Regions from separate parts of the Gossypium hirsutum genome. Here region 2 is linked to region 1. The links are chromatin contacts, called in public Hi-C maps. All regions are on one chromosome and are shown on one strand. The core of a region is the stretch at or near the end of the contact, and the rest is flanking DNA. Distances in the headings are between cores, read along the strand shown. Region 1 has its middle 14 kb from the start of LOC107901401. Region 2 holds the start of LOC107901402 (transmembrane emp24 domain-containing protein p24delta5).

Region 1 (3,681 bases), core at 369-2,868:
ATTCCAGTCTTTAATGTTGTAGGTAAAATGATACAGAGATTCAACCATGTTACTTTGAGAACACCACTTTTCCTTAACAAAATTTGAGAAATTAGGATGCTCTACCCAACCTGCCAAACATCTAAAGGGGCGTCCTTTTGGAAAATTAACTTTCGACTTGAGAGAAAGAGGCAACGTCCTATGATCCGACTTTATCCTCAGGAGATGGGTAAAAGAACAGTAGACAAATAATATTTTAATAACATTGTTGAAACTCAAATTGCAACATTTAGAGAAGACAATCGATATTTTATATACTCAATTATTTTTTAGATTTAATTAATTTATCAATGTGAACGATCTCTATTTAATCTACATTATATAAACAACTATTAGTTGATAGATATAATAAAAGTACCAATAATAAAATAATAATAAAAGTCAAACATATTAATTAGAATGGAAGTCAAACATTTTTTTTTTGGTGACTGAAGCAAAACGACTAAAATTTGATTTTTCGGATATTTTCTTTAATGCTACTTGAATGAAAATGTGCAGTTATTTGGTGTTAATGTATCCATTTATAGTGCTAAATTTTCATTTTAATTAGTATATAACTGTAACATTTATTGATTGATATTTAATCTAAAATAATAAATGTAAATGAATATAAATACAAAATTTATTTCGATATTATTATGAATTTATTTAATAAAAGTATTTTTAATTAATATTATTTTTATTAATATACTAAAATATTATTTTCTAATATCAATTTAATAATATAATGGACAATAAAAATGTTTTAGCGATTCAAAAGTTTCTTCACAACTTATATATACATAGAATACAGATTGTAGCTTGAGAAAGTTACTAGTAACTTTTAATAATATTATTTTCGTTTTGATTGAGATGGTGTGACTCATAATTAGGTCTCAACTCAGTTGTTATATAATAAAAAAAATATTTATTTTAATAAAGTAATAAATATTAATTCAATGGTATTTATTTTATTTTATATTAAATCTAAAAAAATACTTATAATAAAATTGGAACCCAAAATAAAGATATATACTGTGGTTTGAGGAGCCACTCTCTTCCGTGGTTAATTCATTGTTAGCTTATTGTAATGTTTCTATGCTGGTTTAATTTGAGGGTTTGATGTAACAGCTTTCTGTGCTTTCCTTCTCCATCTCTTACAACTTTTTCAAGTTTTTTGTTACCATGCAATGCAAATCGAAAACAATTACGGATATGAGAATGGAGGACTGGCATATGAAGCATGTCCATTTTAAGCAGCAATTTTGTAATGTGTGATTCGGATTTCATTTTCAGGTCTACTGGGTGGATGAGTCTTGTTCCTCAGCCTCCATTTCTGGTACTCGCAGTATAGAAAACCTATGTATATGGGTGGCTCGCTGATGTCTTTACCGAGCCGTGGCAATGTTTCAACCCATTTATTATAAATTTTACATTTTTTGTCATAACATTATTATTAATTTCAATTATCGACTATAAAATGGAATTAAATCCGTTTAATTAGATACAGAAATTTTCAAATCACATCAAGACATTTAAGTGCTTGACACGATTGCTAGTTCGGACCAAACTAAAGCCCTCAACTTGGCTCAACAAGGATGGGCTTAGAAGCCTCTTTTAGGACCCACATAATCACCATGAGGCCGTTTCTTGGGCACCTAGGCTCACTATTTTGGGCATGAAGTCCATTCCAAAATAAGACCATATTCCACCTCTCATAAGAGTTCAAGTATACCTAATCATGGGACAGGTCACCAGCTCAGTCATGAAAATCCATTAAAAAAGTAAGAGAGTTTGGACAAAAATATAGGTTAAAAATGGGTTTGGGCAAAAAATAATGCCCGTTTTCTAAACGGGTCGGGCTTTGAGTAAGATTTTTTTAGTTCCAGCCCAACCTGAATTTGCCTAATTTATTTTTCACTATTGTTTTGCTGCCATTTTGATATTGTTTTGCTACCATTTTGCTATTATATTGCTACTATTTTATTGTTATTGTTTGAATATTGTACAACTATTGTTTTATTATTAATTTTACTACTATTTTTAGAGGCATTTGCTTGCTAAGTTGCAACTATCTTAGTGTTATTTAAGTACAAAATCTTTTTTAATACATTTTCAATTTGTTAGAAAATTTTTATTTTAATGCTTTTAGTGTATTTGATAAAAATTATATATTTTTAAATATTTTTATATAAAAGATAATATAATTTTTTTAATACGATCGGCCTAGACTTGGGTTTAACATTTTTATCTGGTCTGAGCTTAGACAAAATTTTAAACTTATTTTTTCAAGTCATGCCTAACCTAAATATAAAATTTTACATTGACCTAACTCGATCCATGATCTGATTTAAGTGCAAGTTAAGATTACAAGTGAACACCTCTTAAACCCTCTTACAAAAGCTAAGTTGTGTGCTTGCACACACAATTGAAACCATTTATTATATTTAAGGGTAATAAATTATGAAATTTTACAAACATGACGAGAGATGTTCAATAATTTATTACTCACAATATATTACAATTTATGCATAAATAAAGTAAGAAAGAAAAATCCTAAGTGAAAACATCCCAGTCCCAATCACATTTCAACTATGTAACATCAATTTCTTCTTTCCATTGGCATAATAGCATGCTTACTATGCAAATACAATCATTTAAATTCTCATTCTTATTGCTTTGCAATTACAATTAAAGTTTTCCGATCAACTAAGTAAATCATTTTTTCAACGTTTAAAGAATAGGAATAACAAAAACTCTATTTCCTCCACAGTTCTTAAACAATTAAATATGGGCGTAGTGGGTGGATTTATAATGACACACAAAAAAAAATATAAACTATTTTAAACTCAAATTGTTACTTATTGATCAAGTGTTCACTTTTTTAAGTGTAATTTAAATTCGAATCACAGTTGTTTTATATCAATATTTGCATTCTCCATTAGAAACCTCAATGTGTGCACTAAAAGCCGGTTCCATAAATGTAAAAGATCATGTGATAACTGTGGATTTGTATGCTGGGCAACAGAAGGTTCTATCATGCTTTGTGAATTCTGAGAAGCTAATCCCATTATGCTAGATGAAGTTCCCCCAATCTTTCAACAACATATGTAGAAATGGTCTCAATTTTTTTGCATCCATGGTAGCCATTCGTTTTATGCTGATATTGACATGTTAAAGAGAACATTTTCAGTTTTCATGCACTTAATGAATTCCGGCAGTAATAATATTGTGAATTTTTTTTAAAAGTATTTCAAATTAAACTTCTATCTTCTAGTCGCTTAGCAAAATAATGAGTTATTGATGAAAAACCGTGAAATTAATTTAATTAGTTTTGCTCCATTTGTTGAAGTGAGTATGGTATATATAACAATTTTGAAAGTAAAAAATATAAATGTATTTATCGTGGTCATAGCTTTAGCATGGTTGGGATATAGTCAGGACATAATAAATACTGTTATTATGATGATACTTCTAACGACCAGAAAAAGAATAAAGGTAGAAGACAATAAAAGGGTAATCAAGACTTATGTCCATCTATCATCTTACACAAAAATGATTTTAAAGAAATTCTACAGGAATAAAACACATCAATTAAACACCACGATAATTGTAAGATCATTATATGTGAATAAAAATCTCCTTTATTCTTATGAAAATGAC
Region 2 (3,266 bases), core at 344-2,843, 76 kb after region 1:
AGCATTCTATAATATAATATGAAGAGCACAGGGACTTAGAGCATATTTCAACCATAATAATAAACAATAATATTTAATATTTAATATATTATGTACTACTATTTTAGTATGTGATATATTATTACATAATGTAATAATATATTTCAAAACTATTAATACATTTATATATATGTATATATAACTATGAGTTAGACCCAAAATCAAAATCAAATTTACCAATCGATTTGTTTGAATTGGCTCAATTTGATTGTTTAACTTGGTTTTAATGTTAGCCGTTAGTCAACTAACGGTCACATCAATATGTCCCTTAAAAATAGATAAATTTGACAAAAAAAATAAATGTTAGAGATTAAAGTGCTCCAAAAAAAAAAGATAAAGAGCCAAAGTGAGCAAACAATCAAACGTTAGGGGCTATTTTTAGTAGTATGTCTATAATAATATAGTAGTAATTATTACTAAAACTTTAATACATATACATATATTACTATGATATATTATATATTTGAATAAAAGATATAGTATTACATAATATTATAATCTTTAATCATTAATGCACATATATAAATTATTAATATGTTATGTATTATACGATATAATATAGCATTATACAATATAGTAGTAGGGCCAACTTTCAAATGTATAAAGAACTTAGGGACTTAGAGCATATTTCAACTAAGATAATAATAAACAATAATATATAATGATAATTAATATATTATGTATTACTATTGCAATATGTGATATATTATTACATAATGTAATATTATATTTTGAAACTATTAGTACTTATATATAACAATTCATTAATCCGAAGTAAAAATCGAATTTACCAACTGATTTATGTGAATTGGATCAATTGATAGATTATATACTATTGCATAATATAATAATATATTATATGGGAAGGGATCCATAAATAGTTTTACACCATTTTGTATCTTTTTGTACAATTAATATTTTAACAATTTAATCGAAGAATTTAACAATATAGTTGTACTTGCCATGCATGTAAATTTTCAAGCCGATCCAATATATCTATCATATGGATATAAAATACTACATATATATATTAATATTTATTGAACGATTGAAATTTTTTAAATAAAAAAATTGTTATAAAATTTTAATTTATATTAAATTTGTCATGTATGATCTATATGAATGAAATATAAAATGTGAAGATTGGATCGATAAAATATTAATCGAGAATGTAAAACTATTTTAATTTTACATCGATGTAAATGGATCCCTCCCTATGATATATAAGTATTCCTAAAAGTACTAATACATATATAATATGATAGGAGATAACTTTCGTATATCATTTCCATTAAGGATTTAATGGAGGGTGACAAAAACAGAATCAATTCGAAAACATTTATTATGAAATTAAAAGTTCTGTAGTTTGAATATCAAAATAAAAATACGCTAATAGTTAAGGGACTAATAATAGAATTTACTCTTAATTAAAAATAGCGCATGGTCGTGGCTTTGACATTGCAATTCAATCCTAAAATTTCTTAGCTGGAACATTATTATTGGTTGATCACAGCAACTCTTATTGACCTTTCTCTTCATTGTCCCATACACCAAACTCACTCCCAGTTATCGGCGCGTCTTTTCCACCGTTTGACTCTGACAACTACGAGTCTACGACTAGCTATCAAACCCAGCAAACATATTGAAGTTAAAAATAAAGAAAAAAACAGAGAAAGGAAGCGAAAAAAGTCCTTTTTTTCTGGGTTTTGTTCGCCTTTAACAATGAACAAAGGCATGGTTTTTGGCGGTCGTGCGGCGTGTTTTCTGCCTATAATCTTGGTACTATGTTTAACGAGGAACAGTAATATATTACCGGTTGCTGAAGCTATATGGTTAACGATTCCAAGTTCAGGAACCAAGTGTGTTTCCGAGGAGATCCAGAGCAACGTTGTCGTTTTAGGTGATTATTATGTGATCGATGAAAACAACCCTGATCATATCCCCACCATCTCTGCCCGGGTAATTCTTTTACCTTTTCAACCAAATTCTCCATCTGGGTTTATCTGAGTTCTTCATTTTTCTTTTTACAATTTCAATACTTGTAGTTTAATGGGTTTGCAACTTTTGACGTTCTTCATCTGAAATTTTTGTTGTTGAAGCTTTTACTGGTTTAGTTGATCAGTGATTATGTTGCTACTTTTTATGTTTTGTTGATACAAGGTTTGAGTTTGGTGATCTGACGCGGTTCACACTGTGTGTCGAGAATTTATTGGGAAGATGATTTGGAGAGTTTGGAGAGTGTGGCCGGATTTGGGTAGAGTATCGGCCTTGTATTCAGCACCTGCCTCTTCCTGGAGATGGAGGAGAGAGCTTATATAGAGGAATTTGAGTGCTATTAGTAGAGCATTGGAGTGCTCTACTAGGGTGTGATTGTGTTGAGTAGTAGAGTCAGCAGTAGAGTCTTGAGCGATTCTATGAAATGTGTTTGGGGGAGCTTTTGAGTGGACTCTAATGCGACTTGGTGGTGGCACCCATGAATGGCGTGTGCGGGTTTGGCGAGCCTCTCTGGGCGAGGGGTTAGGTATAACAATGTTCGATTTTAATGTCATATATCTTGGCTTAGCCTTACTATGGGTATGATTTTGTATCCTTTTGCAAGTGTCGAGGATGTCTAGAATCTGTATTTATGGGGCAAGTCATATCCAAGGGTAAGCCTTTGCTTAATCTTCCTTTTTAAATATGAATGGGAGTTCTTTTTGGCTAAGGTCAGAATTTACCCTTTGATACTTTAGGATCCTTCAATGGATCCGTATGAATATTGGCAGAATAAGTTCTTTTCTTCAGTTTAAATTATAAGTATATATTTTTAATCCTATATGCAGTTAGCTGATCCATGAACATGGGGATAAGATATGTGCCTTCAGGTCCTAGGCCACCCCTCAAGGGAAGTCTTAGGTGCTTCTTTTTGTTTCTTAATCTGCAGAAGAACTATCCTTTCTGTTTGATGGAAAAGTCTTGAGGGTGGAAAAAAATAAAATTGTTTGGTTACCTTGGTATTGTTGAAGAATCCCTTTAACTTCGAGGAATTGTAAAAGTAAAATTAATTGGTCATTGAGGCTACTTTTGCATTTGATACTCTTTGTGTTCGGGTTGACAACTATGACAACTATCTGTAGCTCAGCCGAAACCAAATTAGATGAGGTCATCTACATGGAATTTTCTTCCTACTATCCTCGAATGATTGATATTATTGAGTTTGAAATGAACTACAAGCAGTAAGATATCTT

What was found. Hi-C and Micro-C count contacts between places; a contact is called where the count stands out from the background.
Region 2: a contact with region 1 is called in a Hi-C map of hypocotyl, with 3 times the contacts expected there. The contact joins the promoter of LOC107901402 here to the enhancer-like site in region 1. A contact is called at or near these places in 10 of 34 Hi-C or Micro-C datasets (callus, fibers, hypocotyl and 1 more).

The regions. Positions count from the first base shown.
Region 1 is chrD06:6,259,398-6,263,078 of Gossypium_hirsutum_v2.1, forward strand. No RefSeq gene overlaps it. Among protein-coding and RNA genes, the nearest start is that of LOC107901401, 14 kb to the right of the region's middle. Within about 2 kb of position 1,619, at least 4 of the 9 cell types and tissues checked have an H3K27ac peak or open chromatin away from gene starts, as enhancers often do. A contact at or near this core is called in fibers, hypocotyl and leaf, where this site is marked.
Region 2 is chrD06:6,335,263-6,338,528 of Gossypium_hirsutum_v2.1, forward strand. It overlaps LOC107901402 (transmembrane emp24 domain-containing protein p24delta5), which reads left to right and starts at 1,594. Exons shown (of 4, transcript XM_016827394.2): 1 at 1,594-1,998. The coding sequence starts at 1,762.